Regions from separate parts of the Mus musculus genome. Here region 2 is linked to region 1. A link is a contact called in public promoter capture Hi-C data. All regions are on one chromosome and are shown on one strand. The core of a region is the stretch at or near the end of the contact, and the rest is flanking DNA. Distances in the headings are between cores, read along the strand shown.

Region 1 (6,449 bases), core at 1,439-3,938:
GACTATAGGCTGTCTAGGTAACCAGTTTCCCCCAACCCTGCGCCGCCCATTTTAATGATTTGAAGGGCTTACCTATCCTTCACACGCAGCTCATTCTTTTCCTCAGACCTGTAAAACAAGTAAATCACCTTTTGATTCCTCTTTAATCAAGTGAGAATTCTTCCCTTTCTACGCACAAAAATGATCCCTCAGACAGTTCCTTCTGGAACAAAGTTTCCTCTTTTCCCCCAGCCAGCCCCAGTGGGTTCACCTTTTCAGGCTCTGGAGCTAGGACAGGAAGTAGGACGTGTGAACATTTCTTCATGGGGAAATTATAGTTCAGCATACTTTTCATCTAAGTTTTCTCACCTTATTTTAGCCTGGACTTGAAAATGAAGATATGCTTCAACTTTCCTACAAAATAGCAAACAATTTGGGCCATTAATGCTTAAGCTTCTTTTACAAAAGCTTATGCTAGTATTAATACTATGCTAGTATTAGCATAAAAAATTTCCTACTTGATCCAAAATGAGCTCACAACTCAGAAAATACCTTTCTCCACAGCTATCAGACTGGGGCGGTATTCAGTTCATCAGGGTGAGCAGGAATTCACTAGGTCTAAGTATTATATATTCAACCTTATACTACAAAAAGCATTACTAAGACATATACCTGGTACGGCTCCTTTGTTCTCAGCCAGACACACCATCTCTGAAAAACAAGACAGTCATCAGCAATGTTAAAAATCCTGCAACAGCTTGTTCCTATCTAACCCATCATTCTGAGAAAAATCAGATTTCCAAGTCTCAACAGCAATCATCAGCCGAACGAGATTCTATGAAAGTCATCATATATACACAAAGTACGTTCTCAGTTAGGTCCCCCCACCCCAGTCCAATGCTATGCACATACACCACACCACACACTGGAATCACTCACCTGTAAACCCACAAGTATGGCACTGCTAACAGAACCTGGAGAAAAATAACAAACCTTGAAAAGGCTGGATATAAGGCCCTTGCCCCCACACTACCCTTTGGTTTCTCAGGTGTTCCTGTGTTTTCATTAGCAGTCATAGTGAGCTAGTTTGATTCATCATAGAAACAGCAAACCTAGTGAACAAACCCCATCCAAAATAATCTAACTAACCTTTGAATGCCTGAGATTTGTCACCAGGAAAACCTGTGGAAGAGTAACAAGTAGTTATTTTCAACCATCAGGACAGAATTACAATCTGTCTGTCAGCACTAACTGCCATCAGAACTCTAACATGCTATAAATTCACACCTTCACGGAGTGTTCAGTGTCATCATTTCAAATCATCTGACAGTTGAGTTTTTAAGAGAACAAAGGCCTTAACATAATGTGTCCTCTAGAAATACAAATAGTAAGCAGCAAAAAAGTGTTGTGCTGCTTCAATGTCTGTCTTGACTATTTTCCCTAGGGAAACCCTAAGCTCTACTTGGACAATTACCTGCACTCATCCTGGGAGGTAGCTCGAACTCTTCATGTTGTCACAGCACCCTGGAAACAGAGAAACAATGTCATTTTTAAATGTAATCACAGCCACCTCAGCACCTTCTTTCTTCAGCCCATTTCAGTAGTAAGATGACATCATTGCAACTCAGCCATATGCTTGTCATTTACATTGTTCATCATTAAGTGGCCATCTAAATATGTTCCCTAAGGAAGCACCAACCATCAATACCTACCTGACTACAAGCAAAACGTGTTATTTGTAAAATTGAACAGGCCTGGCTCCAAAGTGTAAAGGGCTTTGAGATGAACCACATCTAGAACAGAAAAAAAAAACCCCAAACTTCAATAAAAGACTTTATGCCAAACAATCCAAATACCTGCCACAGATTGTGCTACTCAGAGAATTTTTGTTTTCTCCACTAAACCATCAGAAAGAGAGAGTTCAGTTTTCATATCATCCCCGTAGCACACACACAACTTATACTCAACAACCAAAAAAATCTGGTAAAACCATTAACACTACTTACTCTGAAAAGAGAGCGTACACCCATCCTTTTGTAAGGTGGCACCTCAAACCTGTAGAGAAGTTAGCATCGGGTTACTTCTACACCAAGAAATCTCTAAAGGATGAGAAGGCTGTGATGTAGGGCCAGCCTCCTCAGAGTTACTTATCCTCACAGATATATCAGTACAGGTCTGTGAAAAGGTCCTCATCATAGGGGGTGGCCTTGCACTGCCGCCACCATTTTGTCCTTCACAAAATCCTGTCATCTTTAGGTCTTGAATGCCCTAACATGGTCTCCCCGCTAAGACTACGGAACAGATTACCAAAGTCCACATTTATTAACGCTGCCCACGAGGGTCTTTTAAATCACCAGAAATAAACATTACGTAAGAAAATACAGGCGGCGGTTCACAACAGTGACAGATAGGTGTTTGTGATAAAAGCCAGCCGCAGTTATAGGAAAGCTGATTAAGAGAAAGACAAGAGCCAGGCGTGGTGGCGCACGACTTTAATCGCAGCACTCGGGTGGCAGAGGCAGGCGGATTTTAGTTCGAGGCCACCCTGGTCTATAAAGTGAGTTTCAGCAGGACAGCCAGGACTATACAGAGAAACCCTGTCTCGAAAAACCAAAAAAAAAAAAAAAAAGAGAAAGACAAGAAAAAAACAAAGTGAAAACTACAGCACATAAAGACGTAGAGTACTTACCCCGAACAAGGAAAAATGAGGCCGACAAGAACAACGTGTGGCCTATAAATAGCATCTCGCAAAGGCCCACGGGATTTGGAGGTGGGACTAGGACTCACGCAGGCGCTAAGGTAAGCGGTGTGCGAGCCGGAGGAATTGTGGGTAGAGGAATCCGCCCAAAGGGGCGTGCGGAGAGCTCCGCCTCTGATTTTGCAGCGCGAAAAAGAGGCGCAGGCGCTTTAGGGGAGTGCGACGCTACGCCTTTGGCGCTGCGGCTAGGCGGTTCTTACTCACTGCGGGTAAAACGTCATCGCTGGAGATTTTGGTTCGCGACCCATACAGCTCGACTGTCTGGGTCACAACTACCAATATCCATACGTTGAGGCGATTTCTCACCCTCACTCACGCTAAGCCGCGTGTTGATCCATCTCTATGGATCCTGAACCTACTGAACACTCCACCGACGGTGTCTCGGTTCCCCGCCAGCCGCCCAGCGCGCAGACGGGGCTTGATGTCCAGGTTGTCAGCGCAGCGGGCGACTCAGGTACTGGGCCCTGGGCTGAGCTCGGTTGGATTTTCGCTTCCTTGCATGAAGCCTTTTAGGGAAACCCAGTCGGGACTAGAAGCCCTACGTCATTCTGGAGACCGATTTTTGTGTTTTGCTTCCTGGTCTATTTTCGCCATGTTCTTGGCCCGGATTGAATGAAGTAGGGCCAGCATTTAGATGTCATTTATGGAGCATGTTGCATGTTTTGTTTTTAGCAGTGCTATAGATTAAAGCTGCTGCTATGTGCATGTGTAGATAAGTGCTATACTACTGAGGCTGACAATTCTCCACACAACTGGGCTTACCGTTTAAAGCACCCAATATGAGTTAATATTCCACACTCCTAAAAGTTAGGGATAACCCTCATTTTATGCATGGGTGGTCTTAGATATAAAGAGCTCTGGGGGGAACAATCATTAGAATTTACCAGTTTTCTAAGTCGCAGCTATAGACTGGTTATTGAGAGTGTGCAGTAGCATTATAGTCATATGCATATAGCAAACATCTATATGCAGAAGCTTGCCTTTCGAACAATTATCATTACTCTCATACTAATTGCTCTTCTGCATGACCTCACTTAATAATCCAAGTTGGAAGGTGGTAAGGTACAGTTATGGGTGAGAAGCTCGGGTCCCAGAGAGGTTAAGTCATTTGCTGACTGTTACCCAGATAAACAGTATCAGATCCAAGGTATAAATCCAGGCAGCCTGATTTCAAAATCAGCACTTGCAGAAGACCCTGGTTCAATTCCCAGCTAGTAGCCATCTGCAGTTCCAGTTCCAAGGGATCCAGTACCCACTTCTGGCCTCCATGGGCACCTGACACACACGTGGTACATACACATCTAAAGTTTAATTAAGAAAAAATAATGCTGGGCATGTTGATTCATGCCTTTAGTCCCGCCCTAGGGATGCAGGCTCAGGAGGAGTTTGAGGAGCTCAGCGGCTCAGCATGTACCACATAATGAGTTCTTGTCAGCCAGGGCTACATAGTTGAAACCCTGTCTCAAAAAAGAAAAAAAAAGTATTTTAATTTTTGTCTTTTTTTTTTTGGCTTTTCGAGACAGGGTTTCTCTGTATAGCCCTGGCTGTCCTGGAACTCACTTTGTAGATCAGGCTGGCCTCGAACTCAGAAATCCGCCTGCCTCTGTCTCCCGAGTTCTGGGATTAAAGGCATACGCCACCACGCCCAGCTTTGTCTTTGTTTTTTGAGACAGGATTTTCCTGTGTAGTCCTAGCTGTCCTAGAACTTACTTTATAGACTAGTCTGGCCTCAAACTCACAGAGATCCACCTGCCTCTACCTCTTGAGTGCTGGGATTAAAGGTGTGCAACATCACAGCCCAGCTTTTTTTTTAGCGTGGATTCTGTAGTGTTTACAACTGGGGTTGAAGTGATGATTCAGCAGTTCAGATCAAATGGTGTTCTTGTAGAGGACCTAAGTTTAGTTCTTAGTACCCATGTTATGTGGCTTATAGCCACCTGAACCCCAGCTCCAGGCAATCTAACTCTTCTGGCCTTTTTGGGCACCTGTACACATGTGGCATATATTTGTGAATACACAAACATACACATAAATAAAAATTAAAAGGAAAAGAAAACAAAAGCAAACCAAAACAGAATCATTCCATTTTCCAGATGAGAAGAGTGATATGCACATACACACGTGTGTGTGTGTGTGTGTGTGTGTGTGTGTGTGTGTGTGTGTGTGAGAATGTATGTATGTATGTATGTATGTATGTATGTCTGTCTATATATCCAACAGGATCTGGGAGAAGGGAACCAATAAATAAGGCAACTCTGTCTGCCTCCCTAGTGCTGGGATTAAAGGCATGCCACCACACTTGGCTCATATAAGCATTCTTGACTGAAATACTATTTTCATTTCCTAGAATTCTCTTTTGAGTTATTTGTTCTTTAATTAATAAGTTGAATAAAATCATGTGTTTCATCTTGTGTTTATATTGAGCTGTGTTTCAACTTTTAAAAATTACACCTTAACTCATTGCTTTTTTTCTTATTTATTCGTGTGTGTGTGTGTGTGTGTGTGTGTGTGGCTGTATGTTGTGGATGGGGGAGTGTGCATGCTTTAGCATATCTGGAAGTCACAGGTCAACTTAGAGGAGTCAGTTCTGTCCTTACAGTTTGGGTCCCAGGGGTTGAACTCAGGCCCTCAGGGTTGTGGAGCAAGTATTTTTACCCGATGAGACTTCACACAGCCCATGGTTTTGTTTTTGAGTCATGTTCTTAGGTAGCCTGGGTTGGCCTGGAACTCGATATCTAGCCGAGGATGAGCTGGCTTTGAACTTCGGATCCTCGTGCCTCTACTTTGAGGACTGAGACTGCAGGTGTGTGCCACGATACCAGGTTTTACGAGGCAGCGAGGTTCAAACCCAGGACTTTCTCTGTTCTAGCCAGCCCGCCACTAGCTGAGACACAGTCCCAATCTTACCCCTACGGCTTTTGTTGAACTGTCACTCGCCAGTTTGTTCCCTTCTAGTCCATTCTTCTAAATTGTAGCTTGAATGTTCAATTCACAGCACCCACATGGCAGCTAACAACTATCTGTAACTTCAGTTCCAGGGAATCTGACACCTTCTTCTGGTCTCCAAGGGCACCAGACAGGCACATGGTGCACAGACATCCATGTAAACAAAACACCCTTACACATAAATTTAAAAACAAAACAACAACAAAACCCCAACTGTTCACTTCTCCCCTTACGGTGTTTCAGTGCCCCCTTTGTTATTGTAAGGCTACAATCCAGTTTGACTAATACTTCTGTAAAGAAACGTTGCTCCCTTGCCAATTTGTTTCTGTCCCAGTTTTCTTCCTGTTGCTGTGATAAAATATCCTGACAGAAACTTGGGGGAGAGAGGGGTTTATTGTAGCTTATAGCTTCTGGTTACAGTCCATCATTGTCAGAGAATCAAGACACGCTTCAAAAAGCCACATCACATTTGTAGCCAAGAACAAAAATGAACGCCTGCCTTCCTGCCCACCTGCTTGTTTGCCTGTCCTTAGCTCAATTTCTCTACTCTTAGCTCAGGCCCCACTATGGAATGAATGATGCCATATGCAGTGGGCTTTGTCTTCCTATATCAAATAAGCCTGTTAACCACAGACATGGCTACAGGTCAGCCCATTGTTTACAATCCCTCATTGAAACTCTCTTCCCAGGTGATTTAGATTGTGTCAAGTTGGTAGTTAAAGCTGACCATCTCTTTCTTTCTTTCTTTCTTTCTTTCTTTCTTTCT
Region 2 (6,449 bases), core at 1,390-3,889, 3.2 Mb before region 1:
ATTTAAATTCCTTATATTGGCAACCTATAGCTACAGAGAATTGAGAATACCTGCTATTATAGGTGAAGCAAAGAGGCCCTGGTGAGCAGTACAGAAGATGAACTGCTATTATTTAGTGAAGACTGTATTATATAAACAAAACTGGGTCAGGAAGAACACTCAGCTCACCTGAGTAAATAAAAATCAATTTATGTACAAATCTGACAAATAAAATCAATTTATGTACAAATCTGACAACCTCAGTCTAACCCCCAGAACACAGCTGGATGAATTGGTCAACATCTGTAATCCGAATATTCTACTTTGGGACAGAAGATGGAGCACAGGAATGACCCAGATCTCTGGGTCACCTAGCCTTACATATGTAGCTCTGTGGAAGAAACAGGAGGGATCCTGGCTCAACAAGGGAGAATGTGAGCTCCAACTCTTGAGGCCTTCCTTTGGCCTTCACAAGACAGCCATGGAACACGCTTACCCACCCCCGCACACATGCATACACAGAAAACTCACATTACAGGTGGACCTAATACCAAAGTCGTGATGAGATCAACAAAGACAGTATAAAATATGTCACTTACCAACTGCACCTGACCCAAAGGTATCATCATTAAATTGATCAATTTCTTCATCTTCTTCTCCCAGGCCTTGAAATGCATCTTCATCTTCATCTAGAGGACAATCCTCCAAAGACTACAAAAGAAAAAAAAAGGATGATTAATTTCTCAAGACATTTATATAGTCATTTAAAGTTGGGCCTTTTTAATGATACAAAATTCCTTTATATCACTGTTTGAAATAGTGGTAATTATAAATGAATACTTTATCATCCTGAGTTTCATGTAACTTTTTCAACAAAATTCCATATTACTCATTACATCCCTGTCGTTTTCCCAATGCTTTTAAGTCTGTCCATTTTTCTTCCTCTTTCCTGTAGGACTAAACTCTAGCCAGAAAACAGAACACCATCTTTTTTAGCTGCAATTTAAGTTAAGCGTTAAAAAACAATCACAACTTCTTTCTACACTTACAAAGTTGTCTATGTGATAATGCTAGGTCCCCTGGAACTGTAGTTACAAGCTGTGAGCTGCCATGTGGGTGCTGGGAACTGAACCAGGGGTTTGTGGAAGAGCAGCCATCTCTCCAGCTCCCAGACACCTCTATGTCTCAGACTCTGTACTAGGTATTATACCTCTGTGCCTTAAACTGTAATTCTGAGCCAAACACAACTTTGAAAGAAATCTGTGTGAGGATTAAACACAGCAAAGATTTTAGAAAGCTGAACAAAAACTAGAATCCCCATCACATCTTGGGTATGCTCTAATTTATTTTGTTTTAGTTACTATTTCTCTAGGTACAGTCTGGCTTAGAACTCCTGATTCTCTTGCCGCAGTCTCCAGGGAGTAAAAATCACTAGACAAGCTTGGTATATCCTAATTTCAATCACTTATCCCAATACAGATTTATTCAGTTTACTAAGTTTTCTTTGCTTCTGGCAACTTCTATTCACAGTATCTCATCATCTCTCCTCATGTTTACAAAAAGTGAGTTGAGTCACAAGTGTAAGCTCAAGCTTTCTACTGTTTCCAATGTTTAAAGATTCCAAATTGGAATTCCACACTCTAGGGGAACAGCTTGTGATATAACTTACCTGGGAACTTTTAGGGGCCGTTTCTACCCAATCTTCCTCCCCCTAAAGAGCCAGCCCTGCAACTGCCTCCACACCAGAAGCAACTTCTAGCAACTCTCTATGAAATGGCAATCATCTACTGGACCAAATCAGGATGACTCGGTAAGGATTTCCCTAGCTCAGTCCTTAAACTACAAATCCGGAGTCTGTTTGGCCCCAAGAGTAGGAGTTGCTCAAGGTCACACAGCAGTAAGAGACGGTCAGCAAACAGCTCCGTTCTCCAAACAACGTCGCCAAACCCACACTTTTTCTCCCTTCTCCTAGAAGGAACTTCTGCGGGACACGCCCCCCTCCCCACTCCCAGCCTTCTTTCCAAGCCGACTGAAGTCTCAGCCCGAGGACCAGTCCCTGCCCCTCCACCTGACGGCAGCCCGCGTGCACAGGGCTGTGTGTAATCCGGGTGAAGGGGTTCCGGGGGCAGGGCGGGAAACGCTTCCGTGGGCATTCCCCGGGGATTCTGCCTCAGGAAAAACCACCGGGTAGGAGCCATGCAGGTCTCCAAGGCAGCTCCGCGAGCAGAGGCGCAAGCCAAGGGTCAGGTTACCGCACTTAACGGGCTCTCCCCGCCGCAAACCAGCGGCCGGCTCTCGCCAGTCCCGCCCCTCCGCGGTGCGCTGCGGGCCGCACCCGAGCCTCGCGGCCGAAGCGGGGTTCCCAGCCGCCCGCGCCCTGCCCCCTCCTCAGCCGCACAAGACCCGCGCGACGGGCGAGCAGAGGAAAAAAAAAGGGGCGCGCGGGCGAGGGAGGGGTCACTTCCGGTCGCAGCCACTCACCTCGTAGCGGAACATTCTTGGGGAGGGGGGAAGGGAGCGGGGAGGGGAGTGGGGGGAGGGAGGGAAAAGAAGCGCCGACTCCCCGGGCTGCTCCGCGCGCGCGGGTCTCCCACCGGCTCGCGACCCCTGGCCGCCGCCGTACGCCGGAGCGTGCGTGGGGACGTGCGCAGGCGCGCCTCGGGCTGGGCGGGCGCCCCGGCGGCGGCAGCTGCGCGGGGACAGATTTGGCGTTTGGCTTCCTAGTGTGAGCGGCGGGAAAGAGATCCCTAGGCGAGACACTGCGCACGCGCGGGCCGTCGGAGAGGGATGACCCAGAGAGCCCCGGCTTGCGGCTCCTCCTCCGTTTTCCTAACTGCACAGTTGCGCAGTGCTTTTGAGTCACGAGGTTCCCGTCACTGATTGGGCGGAGAAAAGCCTTGTGAATGTCACAGGATGCGACCCCCGAAGCGTCTCAGCAGAGAACATCGGGGATTTATTCTTGGGTGATTTCATTTAACGTCCAGTGTCCTCCTCGGGGTGCCTTGACTTGGTCTGTGAGGGGGGACTAGTATGGCAAGTCAGTATTCTTGGAAAGGGACAGGTCGCTGGCTGAATCAGTCGGGAGGCCAAGGCTGTGATTGATAGAGGCCAAAGTGTTGACAGCGTTTGGTTTTAGGAAAAAGACGAAGGCACATTTAACAAGGATTATCTAAGGTGATATTTTTAGATGCCAGGCCCTTCACCCCGTTGGAAAGCGGGAGAGCCCTAACGGGCCGCGCAGCCTTGGGGCTGGGGTCACCGCAGCAAGGTCGGTGAGCTTGGGCGCTGTGGACAGCCATTTCCGCTGAGGATGAAGCCCAGCGGAGTTTGTTCAGCTTCCGCCTCAGCACCCTGGTTCTAGAAGTCTGCTGCTTTGGTGCTTTATTGCCTGTAGCGAGACCGTTTGAGAGGGTGTCTTATTTTTTATTTTATTTTTGAGCCAGGGTTTCTCTGTGTAGCCTTGGCTGTCTTGTTATTCACTCTGTAGACTAGGCTGTCCTCGCAGAGATCCGCCTGCCTCTGCCTCACGAGTGTCACTCAGGCGGTTGTCTCACCTGGGAATGAATGGTGAACTTTAATTCCTTAACACGTTACTGTTAGCGTGACTGGATTAATCAACTAGTTTACTATAAGCATTGGATTTGAAAATAGAAGTTCTGGATTGGGAAACGTGTTTTTTCACTGCTGCGTGAAACTGGGCATGTCTTTCTAAACATCTGACCCTTCAGGTTTTCTTTCGTAAAATGGGTAAAATTATATCTACCTCACTAAGTAGTAATCGAATAGTTACATTCTCTGCTCTCTAGATAAGGAACCTGGAGGTTAGAGAGAAGTAGATAGCCTTAAGCTGCCCACCGGAAACTGTTGCAAAGTTGGCAGCTAAGATATCTGAATCCCCAAATCTGATCACTTAAGAGCAAATAGAATTGACTCTTGAAGAGAAGGCAAGGTAAGCTAATAAGTAATTTTCAAGAGTTATGAAACAAACTTTCATTTGTGAGGTAACAGGTTTTCACAATTACCCAAGTACTGAGAGGCTATGTAGACCAAGAGCTAGCAAACTCTGGACATAACTTCTTTTTTTAAGCCTGCCACCCCTCATTTACAAAACGTCTTTTGTTGGCTTGCTACTATTAGTTTTGTGCTGTGACCAAAATATCTGAGTAGACAGTTTAAATGGGGAAATGTTAATTTGGATTCAGGTTTCTGAGGGTGCAATTTGTGCTTGGTGCTAGCAAGTTTTGGAGTGGGAGTGTGTGGCAAGGGCCATTTGTTTCTTGTAGAAGAAGAAAAAACCTGAGCTATAGAAGAGGTTTAAGATTCAGTTTCCCACAGGGTCCCCAGTGAAGGTGCTAGAGAAAGAGCCTAAGGAGATGAAAGGGTTTGCAGCTCCATAGGAGGAACAACAATATGAACAACAGTATGAACTAACCAGTATCCCCAGAGCTCCCAGGGACTAAATCACCAACCACAGAGCACACATGGTGGGATTCGTGGCTCTAGCTGCATATGTAGCAGAGGATGGCCTAGCCGCTCATCAATGAGAGGAGAGGCCCTTGGTCCTGTGAAGGCTCTAAGCCCCAGTATAGGGGAATTCCAGGGCCAGGAAGCAGGGTGGGTTGGTGACCAGGGGGAGGTGGGGAGGGACTAGGGAGTTTTCCGAGGGAAATCAGGAAAGGGGACACCATTTGAAATGTAAATAAAGTAAATATCTAATTAAAAAAAAAAAGATTAAGCTTCCAAGGGGCACACACCAGCTGCCACTTCCTCTGACCTTCCAGGACTTCCCAGGAATGGCATCACAATTCCAAACCCTCATAGTTTGAATCACTCATTATAATCACGACACTCTCTTCATTAGATTACAGTGCTCATGATCTAATTTTCTCTGACAAAATCTTCAGACACACCCTCAAGTATGTGGACTACTCATCTTAGTAGTTGCTTTATCCACTCAGGATGACACGAGTCGCCATCACGTGCTATAAAAGGTCTGCGAGGTTATAAAGGAGACATTTTTGCCCTTGAAGCATGAAAATATTTAGTCAGATCTTACTTATTTTTTTATTTTTAGTTTCTTGATACAGTCTCTCTCTATATACCATAGCCCTTTCTATCCTGAAACTCACCATGTAGACTTTAGACTCACAGAGATCTGCCTGTCTTTGCCTCCCAAGGACTGGGATTAAAGGTGTGTGCCACCATGTCCAATTTAGTCTACACATTTAAAGAGTGAATTTGGTGATGCCAAATCTTGTTTTCTGGTCATTTAGAAATAAATAGTAAACAAATAGAAAAAAATTATGTTCAGAAACCCAATCTGTGAAGTAATCAAGAAAACAATGGAAAGTAGAACGTATTTAAAACTTCATGATAAACATACTGATGCATCCGAGTTGAGCATGTGGTGGCTCTTGCCTATAACCTCAGTACTTTGGGAGGTGAGGGCAGAACCAGGAATTTAAGGTCATCTTTAATTGCTGGGCCACATGAACTGCCTTCCCAACCCCCAAAATCTAAAAATAAAACCCAAAAACCTAAAAACAAAACCTACCAGTTTTAGGGTACAGCTAAAGTACAAAGTAGGAAATTCTCTACAAGAAAGTCTAATTTCCTACGAGAAAGTAGGAAATTTTGTGTATTAGGAGTCTCAGGAGCAGTGGTTCTCAACCTGGGGTGATGATCCCTTTGGGGATCCCTTCACATCTCAGAGATTTATGTTATGATCCACAACAACAGCAAAATTACAGTTATGAATAGCAATGAAAATTTAGTGCTTAGGGTTCACGTCAACATGAGGATCTGTCTTAAAGGTGGAAGCATTAAGAAGGTTGAAAACCACTGCTTCAATAGAGTTTTTGTTAATAGAGGGCTTCATAGATTGGCTTACACAGTTCATTCCTGTAGTACACCAATAGCTGACTCACTGGGAAGCCCAAGATTTTAGTAGCTGTTCAGTCCACAAGGGCAGGTGTCTCAGTCCCAGTCTGGCCCTGTCACCCTGGAGGATTCTTGGAGAGATGATGGTCTTCAGCCTATGTTGGAAGCATGAAGAAACTGGTTCTAATATCAACAAAGGAATGTACTTTTCCACAAGAGTAAAAGCACCTGGCAAAATGCAGTTTCATCTTTATCTCCTTTTTTTGAAGTCTACCCATGGATGGGTCTTCAGCACTTCATATAATCTGACCACAAAAATCCCTCACAGCAGGGCCCAGCATTTTAGCTGGCTTTGAGATCCAGTGACATTCACACCCGGAATTTAATTGTCATTACTAAATGTAAGTGAATTATACATTGAAAGAAAGTACATGGAGAGATATAATGGGGGACAGAAATTAAAGACATAGCTGGATGGTGATGGAAAAAAACCTTTGCTCAGGAGGCAGAGGCAGGCAGATCACTGTTAGAAGCCAGTCTGATCTACAGAGCAAGTTCCAGGACAGCCAGAACTACACAGTGAAACTCAG

What was found. Promoter capture Hi-C pulls out the DNA fragments that hold promoters and counts their contacts.
Region 2: a contact with region 1 is called in a promoter capture Hi-C map of cranial neural crest. A contact is called at or near these places in 2 of 39 promoter capture datasets (cranial neural crest and hippocampal neurons).

Annotation. Positions count from the first base shown.
Region 1 is chr19:8,719,726-8,726,174 of GRCm38.p6, reverse strand. Snhg1 (small nucleolar RNA host gene 1) reads right to left here and starts at 2,688. Exons shown (of 10, transcript NR_002896.3): 1 at 2,669-2,688; 2 at 1,986-2,034; 3 at 1,692-1,772; 4 at 1,454-1,503; 5 at 1,129-1,161; 6 at 919-953; 7 at 652-690; 8 at 349-393; 9 at 73-108. LOC115489078 (a small nucleolar RNA gene) reads right to left here and starts at 2,182; the gene lies at 2,111-2,182. It overlaps LOC115489084 (a small nucleolar RNA gene), which reads right to left and starts at 1,924; the gene lies at 1,850-1,924. It overlaps LOC115489083 (a small nucleolar RNA gene), which reads right to left and starts at 1,643; the gene lies at 1,574-1,643. It also overlaps Snord22, LOC115489082, LOC115489081, LOC115489086, LOC115489087 and a transcript of Slc3a2 not described here.
Region 2 is chr19:11,908,589-11,915,037 of GRCm38.p6, reverse strand. It overlaps Patl1 (protein associated with topoisomerase II homolog 1 (yeast)), which reads right to left and starts at 2,639. Exons shown (of 19, transcript NM_172635.3): 1 at 2,461-2,639; 2 at 579-690. The coding sequence starts at 2,475. Gm31092 (a long non-coding RNA gene) reads left to right here and starts at 2,631. Exons shown (of 2, transcript XR_386559.3): 1 at 2,631-2,942.